Regions from separate parts of the Macaca mulatta genome. Here region 1 is linked to region 2. A link is a contact called in public Hi-C data. All regions are on one chromosome and are shown on one strand. The core of a region is the stretch at or near the end of the contact, and the rest is flanking DNA. Distances in the headings are between cores, read along the strand shown.

Region 1 (4,042 bases), core at 330-2,829, 580 kb before region 2:
CTTGGTAATAAAAATGAGGAGAAGTTATGGGCCCCATAGAGATATATTTCAACACCTTTAAAACCAGTAAATCTGTTCTAATCTCTTATTGGATTACATGCCCGAGGAGGCTTAATATATCAAGAAATCAACAACAAAAGCAAGAACAGCACTTATTTGGAGGAAGATAAAAAAAGATGGGAGGCAAAATGATTAACACGTTACTAAACATTTTTTTTTTGTTTTTCTCATCTGTTCAATTTTAAATCTCTGAGAGACAATCTATTAAAATTAGAAACATGCATGTTGCTTTTAAACTTTCAGATGACCAAATGACAGTTTCTCACGTCTATTACAGCAAACATATTTGTATTTGAGAGGTGATCCGTTTATGATTTGTAAGCCTTAACAAGAAATGTCTTTTAAAAATGCAACATTAACTTTAGTCATCTAACGGCTAGTTCTGAGTTAAATGGCTCCATCAACACTCAATTTTAGGTATTAGTTACATGGACATTTGTTTTTCCTCAGAGCAGTGGTTCCTGTAGCTTTTTCTTTATCAAAAGTTTATTATTTGACATACATCTCTTTATATGACATTTACTATTTTACATTAGTCAGTTTCTAGGTTTGCAGCAGAGATCGATGTATTTCCCTGGAAAGACTTAGTAGATAATATGGTTTATAGGCATTCAGCACAACTCAAGCGCCCGTTTTTCAAACATGCACAATTACACATTTTCTACAAACAGACATCAGTGCATAGAGAGCCAGGTGCACACACATTCAATAAATAGTAAACGGTAGAAATCTCCAGAAGTAGCACAGATCACAGTTAACAGGCTGGGGCCATACAGCTAAGTAAACACCGACGCACAATTCGCTCACACGGAATAAGAACTCCACGAAGGACACTTGGGGACCACACTGGTCATACCCGAGGGGGCGGGAGGCGGAAAAAGTATTTCCAAACGCAACTCTGCCAGGTCTTACCCTTCGCATCCCCTGGTCCTTGGGACAGAAGCTCCCTTGGCACCTCTGGCCCAGCTCAGGGACTGGTTGTCCGCTAGAACGAAATGTCCCCCACTGACTACGGAGAGCTCTGCAGGGAGCCGAGGCCCCCGCCCGGGCCAAGGGAAGGCGCTGGCGCCGCGGGAGGCAAGAAGAGGCGGAGGCGGAAAAGAAGTGGAGAAGCAAGGGATGGCAGAGGGAGTAGCGTGCGGGAGGCGGCGCCGGCGCCGGGCTGCTGGCGAGGCGGGGTGGGGTGGAGCGGGGTGTGCCTCCGGCGGGCGGTCAGCAAGTCAGTCGGTCGGCGCGCCGGCGTCCCAGTCTCCAGCGCCCGCCCGCGACAGCGACCGGGACTGGCGCCCCGCTGCTCCCACCGCCGGCGAGCCTCGCCCCTTCCCCAGCTCTTCACCGGGTCCTCCCGGGAGCCCCGCCTGGCCCGGCGTGGGGCCGCCCGTCTCCACCAGCCCGGGCGCCCGTCGCTTCGTCCCGCTTGCGCGGTCCCTGCCTCTCCCTCCGCTCGCGCTGTCTCTGGCTCCCTCTCGCTCCAGTCCCATTTATGAAGCGCGGTCCCATCACGTGTTAATGAGCCTTTGTCCTGCCCTGGCAGCGGCGGCGGCGGCGGCACAGACCCCGCCGAGAGAACTGCGCGGGGAGGGACCTGCGCGCGGCGCCCGCGGCTCCAAACTTTGCTTGGCACGGGGGACCCGCCGCGACGCCAGCCCTGGGGCCAGAGGGGACAAGCCTCTCCGGCCCGCGTCACCTACTTCTCCTCTTCCTCCTCCTCCTCCGCCGCCGCCGCCGCGCTCCCGGAGGCCCCGCTGCCATGACCCCGCTGTGCTCCGGGATACCCTCACACCCTGGCCAGGCCATGTAGGGGCTCGTGCCTGCGCCGCCCACGACCTGGGGGCCATTAATCACGCGCGCCCGGACAACGCGCAGCGCCAACATCTTGCGCGGGGGTCACGTCTGGGGCAACGGGCTGAGCCGGAAGGGGAAGGGGAGCGGGAGCCCAGAGGCCGAGGCGCGCCGGGCCTGGGGGTGCGGTCTCGCGCCCCCTCCCTCCGCCCAAGGCCGTGGCAGCGAGCCGGGGCCGGGCTGAGCTTTGGGACCGCGCTGCGCAGCCCCCGAGCCGTTCGCTACCTGGCTGCGGCCGCGCGGCCACCTGTCCTCTGCCCTCGGGGCGCCGCCCAGCTTCACTCTGGGCGCCTTCTCCAGAGCCCACCGCCCCTGCCCGGCGCGACCACTCGGGCGCGCCCCGCCCGCCGGTCCCCGATGCAAACAGTTGGGCTCCGTAGGCGGCTGGCTCCGCGCCTCCCGGCCCGGCGCGCCCCCTCCCCGGCCACCCGGGGCCCCGCTCCTCGCACCTTTTCGCTGGAGGAGGACACCCCACTCCAGGGCCGGGCTGGGGGCTCTGGGACTCGGGGGCAGCCGCGGCAGGCGCTTGGGGAGCCGCGGTGTGCTCGGCGACCGCGGCAGGAATTAGGGGACATGCTCGTTAATTGGTTCCACTATCAGCCGCCGTCTGCCTCCCGTGTGCACGGATCAAACCTTAATTGGTCTTTACATTTATCATGGTGAATTGCGAACCTCCAAACAAGCCCGGGCCGCCGCTTCTGCCGAGGAGGCGCTCCCCTCCCCCCTGTCCCTGGGGCCAGGCAGGGTGTGCGGCGGCGGTCGTGGTTATTTAGACATCTTTATCTCTCGTGAGTTGGGTCGGGAGAGGATCGCACGGTTTCCACTTGACGGAGCCACGTCACGTCGGCCACAAGGGCCCCGCGCTGGGCACTGGGTTCGGTTCCCGGCCCTCCTCTTGTGGCCGCCTTGGCGTTCATTTTATGACGCCTTGCGGGTGTTCCCAGACATCATCCCGCACCGCTCTGTTTTACCGACCTCCACGGTCTTCCCGCCCCTGATCAGACCCCAACAGCAACCGTAATATATCTGGACCCCATATTTGAACTACGTGGTGAGAATCCGGGAAAGCGAACCTCTCATCCCAGGGAAAGAAGGAAGATTGTTGAGTTCAGGGTCCTGGAGGAGGGAAAGCTGTAAACCCGTTTTGGAAACGTCAGGCCAAATCGTACAAAGGCTTCCCGCAGAGCACTAGTGCAATTTTTGAAAATCCCCCTAGACTGCTTTAGAAGTATTTCCGTCAAGCAAATGACCATTTGACTCCATTGAGAGAGTCCATCGCTGAAATGATTAAGTCCTACTAGGTAGGTGGTTAGCAAAGGTTATCAATAAAGGTCTGATGGACCCATCGATAGATGGAAGAATGACTGGGAGATAGATAGTAGATGTGGGATTAGTGCTGAGCCTTAACCCTGCTGCTTGGGACAGGCTCTACTCGCAGGTATTTTTAGCCCACCTTCATGGCAGAGACAGCTCCAGAGCAAGGTTCACAGGGAGGGGGAGGAGGCTTCAACATCTGTTGCTTTTTTCTTTTAGGGGTCGTGGTTGTTAGATTTTCCCTTCACCTCACACCCCTGGCAGTAGGAAATATTTGCAAAAATGTTCTCTCCTTATGACCGCCCAGACTCTGATTTCCCAAGAGGCCAGATGACAACTTCAAAGTCTGTCCTCCACCTGGCAGCTCAGGTTCAAAGTATTGCTAGTAATTAAAAGAAAGAATCAAGGCAGCGCTTCCTCTGACTGCGATAAGGACGTCTTTAGTCACAAGAAACCTGGGGGAGCTGGACTCCTAGAATGCTTTCAGGCCACAGGATTTCACCTGGATGCTGCCACCTTCCCCTGTAGCTGGAGAGCCTGTGCTGTTGGAGTGGCAGAGCTGTTCAACATCACTCAGCTAAACAACACTGACACACCCTGGTGGTGCCCCGTCTGTAAGGAGCACTCTCCCACATGTTGATCTATACCTGCGTGGTGGTCAGTATCAACCTGTGAAAGGTACTCCATGGACATCTTGTATCTCAATTCAGCTACACCAGCTTTTGCTTTTTCATAAAGAGAAACAACCTGATTATTGTGTCTCTAAGTCATCCCAAATATTTTTTGATTGATGGTGGGTTTCTTCACTGAATTCTACGAAATTCCA
Region 2 (4,102 bases), core at 92-2,591:
GCATTGAGGCCAATGGGAATACTGTGGGGGCAGGGGAGAGTCAAGCTCAGCTAGACAACCAGGCTTCCTCAAGGAAGCACATCTAACTTGATAGTTCAAGGATAAATGGGAGTAATATAAAAAAGAAAATAGTTTCAGGCAGAAGAAATAGCATGTATAAATACATATTTTTTAGAGACTCTTTCAGTTTATAGCTCTTATAAAATGAATTGGTCTATCAGTAGAAAGAGCCACTAAAGTTATCACTGAACTTTGACAACAAAAGGAAAATCAATTTTCGTACCCTACATAGACAAAATGTGTGCTTTTACATATTTCCTCCTAAAACGTGGAATTGCTATAAGCATAAGGGATAAGAGATAACAATTAATAACCCCTATCTTTTTGCTATGATTCCAATATATCTCCCTAGATGCCTAAATCAGAGCACTAACAAAAACAAAATAGACATTAAAAATATACCTGGACAAATTCTGAAAAGCAAACAATATGTAAACAAAAAGTAAAATAATATGCTATCTTTATGAAAAAGTAGAATGAAAATAAGAATGTATTCACACATTTGTATTTGCTTCTATATAGATAAACTAGGGAAGAAGTATGAGAGAGAGACTTTCTTCTGTGTATTTTTTAAATACATGTTAAAATTTCTGAACCAAGTGATTGTATTATCTAGTTTAAAAATTAAAATTATACCACTGTAAAATGCAAATTTTAAAATCTACCATTAATGTTTCAACTTTAAACATAAGTTATTAATAAAAAGAACTATCCCTAATTCATTAAGTGTTTAATATGTATCATTTATATAAGAACTGATTTGGTATTCTGTATATTTACCCTCTAGGAATTCACCACTTCTTTCATTTTTTGAAGTCCTTATTTATATATTTCCCCTTTCTCTGCTACCAATATATCATCATTAGCAATTCCTTTTAGTTGTACAGATATATCTATATCTAGCTGAGACTGATTACAAATTATGCATCTGTAGCTGTTTATTTTGCCAACAAAATTCAAAAAAAACTAAATATTTATTTTTAAAACTTGAAAATGATGTTTTCCTTTTCTTCCTTACACAAAGCAAGCTAAGAATATTTTGCTGTGCTCTAAAAGTTGAACAAGGAAAAAAAAATTAAAATAAGGTGCATTTTCTTTCTTGGCACTTTGCTATTACAATTCCCTGGAAAATTATATTTTTCAATAAAAATAACACATTTTGAGAAAAGATAGAATGACACTTTTGCAGCCTGCCAGAAAACAGAGCCCTTCTTCAATTGAAGACCTATCAAAATATGCAAGCAAATGTCATGGAAACAGAAGCTCTCACCATGGTAACATCCTTGCTACAGAGGAAAACCATTCTAATTCGTCATGTACTTCAAGACAAGGCATTAGGCTAATTCCAATTTTCATCTTACAATCTATCCATAATATTCAATATACCTGGCAGCAGTAAAGATTTGATAAAAATATTAATATTTCAAAAGAATGCAATATTAAAATCAAAGCTGACTCTAAATTTCTATGCAAACTGATGAATACCAGATACATAAAATCAAGCTGACCCACCTTACAGGAAAATCAAAATAGTGAGGAAAACATTAAAAAACAATTATATCTCTACCGTTTGAAAGTAAATAACTCTAGACTCAACAGAAACAGTTATGTTTTACTAACCATAGTAGAGTTGGTAGGTACAACAAGAAAAGCCATTTTTCTAAATATAAAACAAAAACACTTTCAAGATTTTTATTCTTACTTAAATTATACAATCTACTATTCTGTGTTTATTTCATAGTGATAGATTATTAATGGCATACAATTCTTGCCTAGAAACATAGTTTCTCCAGATAAAAGTAAAATCAAAGCTGATTTCTCAAAAGGTTAAAAATTAATGTTATTTCCACATGTAAAAATTTAATATGCTACATAAATCTGCACTAAAATCTACTTATAAAAGCTAGTAAACAAATAAGATTTAATTTTACTACCAACTTTGTAAATTAAACAATCTAATAGCTATCATGTAAAAGATCTAATACCGGCATATTAAAATACCAAATCATCATGTTAAAATATTCATTTTTACGTGATGAATGGCCAAAAATTAGCAATTCAAAATGGAAATGTAATCGCAGAACTGAAAACCATATAGATAGGAGTCTAATAAAACATATTTTATTATAGAAGCTGATAATGAGATGGAAAATTCAATTTGATAGTGATTCTTTTTTAAAATGATCATTTGTTTGATGAAAGCTTGAATCTTAAACCTTAGAAAGAAAATAGATTTATATTGAAAATAAACAGATAATTTTTTCCTTTTGAAGAAAATACCAAAATTTTTCTCAAATATTTAAGTATTTTTGTCAAGTATAGGTTACATTTCAAATTTTTTTAAAACACTGTGCTACAGACTGATGTTTGTGTCCCTTCTAAAACTCCAGTGTTTAAATCCTAACCCCCATAATGTAATGGTATTAGGAGGTAGGGCCTTTGGAAGATGATTAAGTCAAGAGGACCCTGCCTTCATGAATGAGACTCCTACCCTTAGAAAAGAGACACAGGAAAGCTCCCTTGCCCCTTCTGCTGTGTGGGACACAACATGAGCCAAGAAGCAGGCCTTCACCACACACTGAATCTGCCAACACCTTGATCTTGGACTTCCCAGCTTCTAGAACTATGAGAAATAAAATTCTGTTGTTTGTAAGCCACTCAGTTTATGGTATTTTGTTATAGCATCCCAAACTGACTAACTGTTTATATTATTGTTTACATCACTGTTTGTGAATAATATAATTAAGCCACCTTTAAATAAAAAACATTAACGTTATTTTTGAATCAACAGCAAAACACACAGGGAAACCAAAAGGCAAAACATGATAAAGAAAAAAGTAAACTGGCTCCAAATCCAATTTTGGTCTTTAACCTGAGAACAAGGAGAAAGCACTAGAGATGAAGGAAGATCTCTCTGGATACGGAAAGAAGAAAAGATTGGGCCAGGCTTGGTGGCTCATGCCTGTAATCCCAGCACTTTGGGAGGCCAAGGCGGGCGGATCACAAGGTCAAGAGATCGAGACCATCCTGGCCAACATGGTGAAACCCCGTCTCTCCTAAAAATACAAAAATTAGCTGAGTGTAGTGGGTATGGGCCTGCAGTCCCAGCTACTCAGGAGGCTGAGGCAGGAGAATTGCTTGAACCCAGGAGGCGGAGGTTGCAGTGAGCCCAGATCGCGTCACTGCACTCCAGCCTGGGCAACAAGAGCGAAACTCCATTTCAAAAAAAAAGGAATGAAGAGAAGGCAAGAATGGATGCCACTGTAGTGGTTCCAGCAAGAGGCAATGAAGGACAAACTGGATTAGAGTAGTAGCAGTGACAATGGAGAAAAAAGGGAATAATTTAAGAGATACTTAAAAGATAAAGAAAGACTTGGAGAGGCAGGAGGGGACGGTGCCAAAGATGACAGCTAGATTTCTGATTTAAGTAACTGCATTTAGTAACTGAGGTGAAAATGCTGGAAAAGAACCAGTCTGTATGTCTGCTTACTTGATCATTTCAGGAATAGAGATAGAGTTTGTCTTTGATATGCAGATGCTTCTCAACTTACAATGGCATTACTGTCCCCAGAAAAATAGTCAGTCATAAGTTGGGAACTGTCTGTATTGTGTTTCTGATGTTTTTGAGAAATTCAAAAGGCAGCATCAGAGTGGGCAATAAGATAACCAACTTTGGGGCTTACATAGAAATCTGAAGTCTGAGTAACATGTGATAAAAAAGAACTAAAGTCACAGGTATGGATGAGATTACTAGAAAAAGAGCAGGGCATGAGAAAGAATGAAATCTGTTGCGCTGAGTCCCGAGAAACACCAAACTTCAACGGCTGGTAGAAGACGAAGAGCTTGAAAGGGACCGCAAAGGATGGCAAAAGACTAGGAGGAATCAGGAGCATGTGGTGTCACAGAAGCCATAAAAGAAAGTATTTCAAGAAAGAGTGAACAGAATATAGACTAACACTAACTGATCCAGTAAAAAAGGGTGAAAATGTATCTTGATTTTTCAACGAAAGGAGATGATGGCGACCTTTCAAAAAAGCAGTTG

Evidence for each region. Hi-C and Micro-C count contacts between places; a contact is called where the count stands out from the background.
Region 1: a contact with region 2 is called in a Hi-C map of fetal cortex germinal zone, with 3 times the contacts expected there. The contact joins two enhancer-like sites. A contact is called at or near these places in 2 of 14 Hi-C or Micro-C datasets (fetal cortex germinal zone and fetal cortical plate).

Annotation. Positions count from the first base shown.
Region 1 is chr4:97,762,443-97,766,484 of T2T-MMU8v2.0, reverse strand. No RefSeq gene overlaps it. Among named protein-coding and RNA genes, the nearest start is that of CNR1, 21 kb to the left of the region's middle. Within about 2 kb of position 1,579, at least 16 of the 40 cell types and tissues checked have an H3K27ac peak or open chromatin away from gene starts, as enhancers often do. A contact at or near this core is called in fetal cortex germinal zone, where this site is marked.
Region 2 is chr4:97,183,065-97,187,166 of T2T-MMU8v2.0, reverse strand. All of the region lies in intron 11 of RNGTT (RNA guanylyltransferase and 5'-phosphatase), which reads right to left. Among named protein-coding and RNA genes, the nearest start is that of RNGTT, 170 kb to the right of the region's middle. Within about 2 kb of position 1,341, at least 1 of the 40 cell types and tissues checked has an H3K27ac peak or open chromatin away from gene starts, as enhancers often do. A contact at or near this core is called in fetal cortex germinal zone, where this site is marked.